2 separate regions of the Zea mays genome follow, and region 2 is linked to region 1. A link is a contact called in public Hi-C data. All regions are on one chromosome and are shown on one strand. The core of a region is the stretch at or near the end of the contact, and the rest is flanking DNA. Distances in the headings are between cores, read along the strand shown. Region 1 holds the start of LOC118476033 (mitochondrial carnitine/acylcarnitine carrier-like protein). Region 2 holds the start of LOC100284319.

What was found. Hi-C and Micro-C count contacts between places; a contact is called where the count stands out from the background.
Region 2: a contact with region 1 is called in a Hi-C map of ear, with 2.1 times the contacts expected there. The contact joins the promoter of LOC100284319 here to the promoter of LOC118476033 in region 1. A contact is called at or near these places in 3 of 25 Hi-C or Micro-C datasets (ear, endosperm and tassel).

The regions. Positions count from the first base shown.
Region 1 is chr1:100,602,572-100,606,747 of Zm-B73-REFERENCE-NAM-5.0, forward strand. LOC118476033 (mitochondrial carnitine/acylcarnitine carrier-like protein) reads left to right here and starts at 1,956. Exons shown (of 3, transcript XM_035964058.1): 1 at 1,956-2,254; 2 at 2,967-3,365. The coding sequence starts at 2,974.
Region 2 is chr1:100,988,244-100,992,177 of Zm-B73-REFERENCE-NAM-5.0, forward strand. LOC100284319 reads right to left here and starts at 1,816. Exons shown (of 1, transcript NM_001157214.2): 1 at 334-1,816. The coding sequence starts at 1,670. The coding sequence ends at 1,032.

The DNA of each region.
Region 1 (4,176 bases), core at 706-3,205:
GTTGTCCATCCAAGACTTCTTCCTCGATTTGATCTCTTAATTCCTAGGCGACTCCACGTCGTCTGGGGACGCCCCGGGTGACCTGTCGACCCAGAGCACCTTAAGATCTTTCCCCCCAGGGGACGAGATCTAGATTCCAGCAAGGAGGAGGAAGACGACCCTGTCGCCAGGTCGCGGACCGTCCGGCCCAGATCTGCGGACCGTCCGGTGTGACGCAGGGAAGACACCGCTCCTGCGCCCAGGTCGCGGACCGTCCGACCCAAGGCTGCGGTCCGTCCGCGCCTGACCAGAGGGCACCGTCACGGTTCTTGTTGAGTGTTTGGCGCTCCAAAAAGGCGTCAACACACGTATACATATTGTTACGTGTAATAAATCATTATTTGTTCATCAAAATAAACACATTTGTACAATGATTGATCTCTTAATAAGGTAATTATTTATTTTTTATCATTAACTAGTACACGAAAACATTATCACGTGTAGGTTTAACGGGTCCCCGCGGGGAACAGGGATGAGGATGCTTCCCTGTCCAATCCCCGTTTACCCGTCGGGGGAAGAATTTTTGCAGTTACATCCCTATGGGGAAGAAACTTTTCCATCGTTGTCTCCTAATGGAGGAATTCCCCACGGAAATTTGGGATTGGGGCCATTGCCATATCTAGTTGTGTGCGGCAGCGCTCCGTCTAGAGATGGCAACGGGTACAAACCCGCTGGGTTTTGCCGTCCCAAACCCGTACCCGTGAAAAATATCTATGCCCATTAAAAAACCCGTACCCATGACGGGTTTGAGATTTTGCCCAAACCCGTACCCATCGGGTTAACGGGTACCCATGGGTTACCCGCGGGTTTCATCTCCAATATACTTGTTCTTCTCATAATCAATAAGTATCGTAATGATTAATGATATCATGATCCAAAATCTATGTAATGAACAACGAGTTCATGATTTGGTATAAAAATTATTAGTAGAGAGAATGAAATACAAATAATAAGTTGTATAATTAAGTGACCTTGCACTAAGTTATCCATCCACCACATATATAACGCTAGTAAAAACTATAATATCAAGCAAGCAACACTCTCACCGACTACTGATACATTCACCAATTGATAAAAATTATGAAGTAAATAAGGAATAACAAGTTTGTTGTTCGTTTATAAAATAAAATGACAATATGCACTAGGTTTGGTCGGGTTTAAAAAACCCACGGGTTCACGGGTTTGGGTACTATAGGAACAAACCCGTACCCATAAACCCGCTGGGTACAGATTTATGCCCATTTACAAACCCATGGGTATGAAAATTGACCCAAACCCGTACCCTAATGGGGTAAAAACCCATCGGGTTTCGGGTTTCGGGTACCCATTGCCATCTCTAGCTCCGTCACAATACAAGAAGCAAGAGTTTGTTTGAGGGCATGTACAACCAACGTAAGTAAATACCCCGTATCTTAAGTGATGTCAAGGGAGTAAGTGCAAAAAAACCTAAGAGACGACATCTTAGTGAAGGAACTGTCTCTAACACGTTTCTCTAAGTTTGATATGATTCTACACATACAAATCATATAAATGAGTGGTATCTTGAGAGATTCTAGTGAATAAGATATAAGATTTAGATATATTAAGTCGTACGAAGAGGTTTCTTAGTTATATGTACTTAAATACATTGATCGTATGAAGATGTTTCTTAGATGTATCTAGTGCTTAGAAATAAAATATAATATATAGGTTCGAGTTTCGTGAGCTGAGACATGAGGGCACAGAGGATATGAACGTAGGCCATGTTCCTGTCCGCATCCATCCACCGATCCACCCACCAACCCCCGGATCAGAGGTCCGTGCCATTCCAAACGTTTACGAAACGTGTTGGATTGGTTGCATCGCTGGTAGTTGAAGGTGAAGTGCCTCTAGACTGTCGTAGCAGTAGGTCAGTAGCTGACCATGGCAGCCTACCCTATATACTCCGGCTCGCCCACCCACCCGGCAACCCGCCGCCCGCGGAACAGCCCCCGTGACCGTGAACCAACCAGTTGTCCAGTTCCGCTCCGGCACTCCACCCACCCACCCAGCCACCCCACGCCCGCGAGCGACCAACTCCCCTCTCGAACGGTTCGGGCCTTTGCAGTCGACAGATCGATCAATCAGCACCGACCACTCGCGACCCGATTCGAATCGAGCCAGAGTCCCAGGCAGCGGCGGCGGCGGCGCCCGCCTCCAAGACCACCTCCACCCGGACCCCAGCCCCAACCCCAAGGTGAGCCGCCCCCTCCGCGGCTGCCCTCCTCGTCTCGCTGCATTGCTCATCGTCATCGGGTTGCTTTGTTAGGTCTCCCTCTCGTACCGTTCCCCGCTCTGCGCGCGCTCGTGCGTCATATCTGGCCTGCGATTCATTTCACGGCGCCGTGTGCCTCTAATATGGCTGGCGTCTGTGCCTCTTTGGTGAGGTTTTCGACTCCGTGGCTTTGCCTTCCCTCTAGAGACAGCGGGTGGTGTCTTCAGCCCTGATGGCACCATGTCATGTGCGCGATTGGATCATGGGGATTCTGATGGTTCACAGCGCTTCTTCACCTTCTCCGTCAAGGGTTCTGTATGTTGCAAACCACGGTGTGGTTCTCTTTGACATGTCCATTGACGACTGCCATACTGTGCATTTCTGATAGCTTTGCGCAGCTTACCTGTCTTATTGCAAAATAACCAGTAGTACCATTGGCGGAAGCAGGCCCCCCCCCCCCCCCCCCCCCCCACCCCCCCCCCCCCCCCCCCCCCCCCCCCTCTTCCCTGTCCCCCTTCCCCGTCAAATTGGTTGTTGGTACTTTGCTTTTCTGGCTCATTCTAAATTTTCATCCAGACCAGACAACCCGGTGTTTGATACAAAATTTGCTGTGAACCTTTACTTGCATCGAGAAAAGTAAGTCGCTTGTAGTTTTCTCATAGTTCATTGCAAATCGAACTGTATTTCGTTGCAGTTAACAGATGGGGGACGTTGCGAAGGACTTGACGGCTGGGACCGTGGGAGGGGCTGCCAACCTCATCGTCGGGCACCCGTTCGACACCATCAAGGTCAAGCTCCAGAGCCAGCCCACCCCTGCTCCCGGACAGCTCCCCAAGTACGCCGGCGCCATCGATGCTGTGAAGCAGACGGTCGCGGCTGAAGGTCCGAGGGGCCTATACAAGGGGATGGGGGCACCTCTGGCCACCGTAGCGGCCTTCAACGCTGTCTTGTTCAGTGTCAGGGGGCAGATGGAGGCGTTTCTCAGGTCAGAGCCTGGTGTGCCGCTGACAGTGAAGCAGCAGGTTGTTGCGGGCGCCGGTGCTGGAATCGCAGTCTCCTTCTTGGCTTGTCCAACAGAACTGATCAAGTGCAGGTCAGTGAGAGTCGGGCCAATTTTTCATCATTACATTTTTTCCACTTGAATTTTGGATATTAATTAGGTGGCCTTTTACATGCTAACTTGGAACCCATGTGGTGAAGAGATGTTAGTCATCATGCATGTCAGATACTGAATTGTCTTACTTGCATAATCAGATATTGGCCCCGTTTGTTTGGGATTTTTTCAGCTTCTGGCCACCAAAAGCTGCTGCGGACTGCCAAACACCACAGCTTTTCAGCCCGCTTCTATAAGAATCATTTTGGTAAAAACGTCTAAAATCAACATGAATACAAAATCGGTTGAGTCGTCGCGATAGTAGGAATTCATCGCTTTCTAGATCCTGAAACATTTGAACCACTTCATCTTCCTCCGCACGTAATCCCACGATACTCAGATTTTTCTCACAGCCAGATTCTCTCCACAACCGGATTTTCAGAAAAGCTGATCAGAAAAAAGCTGAACCAAACAGGCCCATTAGATTTTTGCTACAATATCCTCCATTTAAGCAAGCCTATAAAGAATTTCCCATGTTGCTTAAGACCGAACAACTGAATCATATCCTTTGTATTTTTGTGATCCTGAACAAATATACTCAATCATATCCTTACATTGCTTATCTATTCAGCTCAGAAATGTAAGTTCCTGCAAAACAAATTCATGTCGAATACATGATGATATTTGTCCTATGTAAAATGCGCTTTCCTTCATATGCTACACATTGTGCGCTGTATGGTACTAAATTGCTATGCATTTCAGTGTTCCTTAATTTAGCTCACTTACATCATATTGTGGTTCTTTGCGTTAG
Region 2 (3,934 bases), core at 566-3,065, 390 kb after region 1:
GAACCATTGAAATCAGCCATAGAGATGGATGTCGAATGCAACAGAGATAAATGTGGGATGTGTTGGGTTGAGTGTTAACTCCCGAATATAATACAAACCACCAGAAAAGCGCACCAATCTTAAATCAACATCGACGGCCACCACATCACATGAACAGAAGAGTGATTTTAGGCGAATGTTGAATATAAAACGTGTACAGATAAAAACTGTTTGGGAGCTGCAACAGAAAGATGGTGACATCCGTATCCATTGCATGAAAACAAAACAAGCGTCGGCCTAGCTTATCTGACGCTTGTTCCCAAACGCTGTACACGTAGCAGGAAAATATGGCAAGAGACAAAAACACCCTGCCAGGCTTAAGCATCTCAAGACAGTATTGCACCAGTACGATTTAAGGAATCGACGAGGTTTGCCATGTCTACTACTATGCTTGAACTACCTGAGATTTATATTTTACTCAAATATATGGTGTATACCTGCACGAAAACACAAAGAACCTTGTTGGAAAAAAAGAGGATGGACCACTACAATGTTCCTTGCATTCTCAAATCAGTCAACAAGTTCGGCTGCAACAACGACATTAGCCATGCATAGTCATCATCGGTGAACAACTGCTAAGACATGACTGGAACTTAAGGACAATTGATCAGTGATCCAGTAGCGCTAGCAATCTAAGAGGATCGAATTAGGCATGGATCACATGCCTCAAGATAGCCACATCAAACATGCAATGCAAAGACATATGAGAAGCAGCAATTCCTAAGGAATGATTCCAATCACATAAAGCAGGAATTAACCAAATTCTGGAAGAAGTAAAGATGAAAAGAAGGAATCTAGGAGATGAAAGAGAGATTATTACAGGTCGCGCCCTTGCAATCACACCTAATTTAGGCTGACCCGGCCCCTCCTTGTCCAGTCCAAATCCATCCATGATCAGATTTAATTCAGAGAAACCCTTTCCCAGAGAATTGAAATAACAGAAACGCACAAAACTTGCTGTTGCTTTCTTCCCTTGCCGATGGCAGCCGCCGCTACTCCGCCGGCCGCGGCAGAAGGACGGAATTGGTGGTTGCGGCGGCCTCGGCGGCGTTGGCCTCGGCGACGGACTTGAGCTTCTGGAGGTTGAGCCTGATGACGGTGTCGGCGAAGAGGCGGGTGTCGTCCTCGGTGTTGCCGTCGGGGACGTCAACGACGTAGGACTCGAGCACGACGGTGCAGATCGCGGGGTCTGCGAGCTCGGAGACGGTGGTGACGGAGCGGTAGTTCCGAAGGCGGTGCTCGCCTCCGGTGATGGAGAAGCCGAAGACCCTAGCGGCGTCGTCGAGTAGGTCGAGGCGCTCGGTGCTGGTGCTAGCGGGCAGGCCCGAGATGACGCTGACCTCGCGGAGGCGGCCGGGGCAGAGGGCGTCGCCGGCTTCGGGGTCTGGGCGGAGCGCGCAGCTCCGGATGAAGTGCTTGTACACCTGCGGGCAGTCGAAGCGGCGGACGACGGCCCAGACGGCCTCCGGCGGCGCGTGGATGCGCTGCGCCAGCAGCGAGGAGCATTGACCCTCCCCCACGGCGTAGCGGTGGTGCGCGTCCACCGTCGACCGCAGCTGCTCGTACTCCGCCGCCGTCAGACCCAGCCCCGCCGGCACCTCCGCGTCCCCGCCCGCACCCTGCTGGTCCATCGCCTCGATTGGATTCGCTGAGATGATTAGGGAAGGGGAGGGGAGGAGAGAAATGGGGAGCTGGAGTGCGAGTATGTTTAATACACGGCGAGCAATGGGGAATTGGTATCTGTGCTTTCTACCATCCCTCGCTCCCTGTCTTGCTGTTGCTAATTTGCTAGCCACCTTTGCCCACTTGCGTTCACTCGACGCTCTCCCTTTTAGAGCCTTTTTAGCCTATATCTCTAGCTATACATGTTGAAATCCAAACAGATCGGACCAACCCGGCACGAATCCGTCTTTGGCCCGGCTTGTTTAGGCTCGACCCGTTTAGGTCTGACTAGCTAACAGGTTGTGCCACTATGTGCCAGACCATGGTAATCGCGTCTTAGGCCTAAGCACAGTACAGATTGGTCCACATCGTACCGAGCCTGTCCGAAGTCCATGGTGCTTGAACAAAGTGCGAAGAAAAATGAGCAAAAAGAGGCTTGTGTGGGGTTCAAACCATGGTGGGACGGCTTCAAAAGCTTAGCTGCACTACTCTAGACAATTGAGTCATGGTTCATTTGTGTTTAAGGGGGTGTTTGGGAACAAAGTTTTTCTGCAGTTTTGGAAGAATACTGCAGTATTCTCAAATACTGCAGTATTATATACATAATGGTGTTTGGCAAGCTGGGTAAAATCTCTGTTTTCAAAACTGAAGTATTGCAAATACTATAGTTGTTTTAAGGCATTCTAAACTTAGCTCTAGACCTCAGTTTTCAAAACTGCGGTATTATAAACTACAGTATTGTCATAACTAAAGTATAGTATAGTATTTCAAAAACTGTGGTTTTCAAAAACTTTGTTCCCAAACAGGGCCTAAATGATTATAGTTGTTTCTAATATACACAAATATGCAATGCAAAATAAAAAAATAAATCGAGTCGTGCTCGGACCAGCATGTCGTGACACACCAATGGCCTAAGCATGGCACGAATAACGAGTCGTGTCGTGCTCAGGACGGACTAAAATCGTGTCGTGCCACGGGGTGCCAGGTAGGCACGACCCTCCTCATACACATATTAAACTTCACTCTACGAACAATATAGTCTACATTACAAAACAGTATTTTAGGTGACTATATAGGTGAACTGTTGGACACGGTTTTAGGAGTATAGTTGCATTGGATGCAGTCATGCCGAGACATCTAATATAGGACACGTATTTTCTGCTCTAATGCCCACGGTCAGAGTTGTACAAAACAACCACTCATATGACTCAACATTCTCATTGAAAGGAAAGTCGACGACATCAAGACACGCCCTACGCAAAGGAATGTGTCGTCATATAGAATACTCGTTCCCCTTACCCGGCCGAGGATCTGGAAATCCTGCCACATCTCCTGCTCCTCCTGGTCGTCGAGGGCGAACGCCGGCTCGCCATCCGGGGAGTTGCAATCTAGCCACATGAGGCATGGACCTCCCAGCTTGAAGGGATTCCTCTCAATGGTGAAGATGGCGGTGCTCTCCTCCTCGTTAGGGAAGAGCGCAGTGCGCACTAGGACCGGGACCTTGGGCCACCCGAGGGACCGACTTTGTGGTCGTCAGCCACCCCCTTACCCCGGTCGAAGGCCGGAGAACTGGGAATGGAGATCGCCGGTGTCGATTTGCTAAGAAAACAATTTGCATATGATAGTGCGCATCCGTAAAAGGTGAAAATATCATATTGTATTGGTTTATGCTATATGTTACGTGGATTGACACTAAATCACCAAATAACTATAATTATTTCTACTTGCAGCATCAGAGAAAAATATGTAGAGTAACTTTACATTGTAATCCACAACAAAATCATAGAAAAAGGCATAATTTGTCTATTTCTTTCTCTCCATTTGTGCCACAGATAATTGAGAATTTGCATTTTTTTCCTTAAGTCCCCAATAGTAGTTCTGTATGTCCCACTACATGCATTCAACATTATCAAATCCATCACAAACTTGTAAAGTCTACATGCTTGCGAGGTACCGATATTTGCCTTGTGGCTTGTGAATCTTGGCTCTTTGACTGAAAATTCTGGATTAGAGAATGAATTTTATCACATGAGATTAGATCTAAGCATGGGTGACCTGACCCGACCCGCCTGGAAAAAACTTGACCCAACCACTGCAACTGGCATGTACGGGCTATAGTTTTTGACATGCAACAATCCATGGGTTGAGCACATGCCATGATTTTTGACCCAAAACCCGACCCAAAGCCAAAAAAACCCAACCTGACATGCCCAATAGAGAAGCACGGGACAAT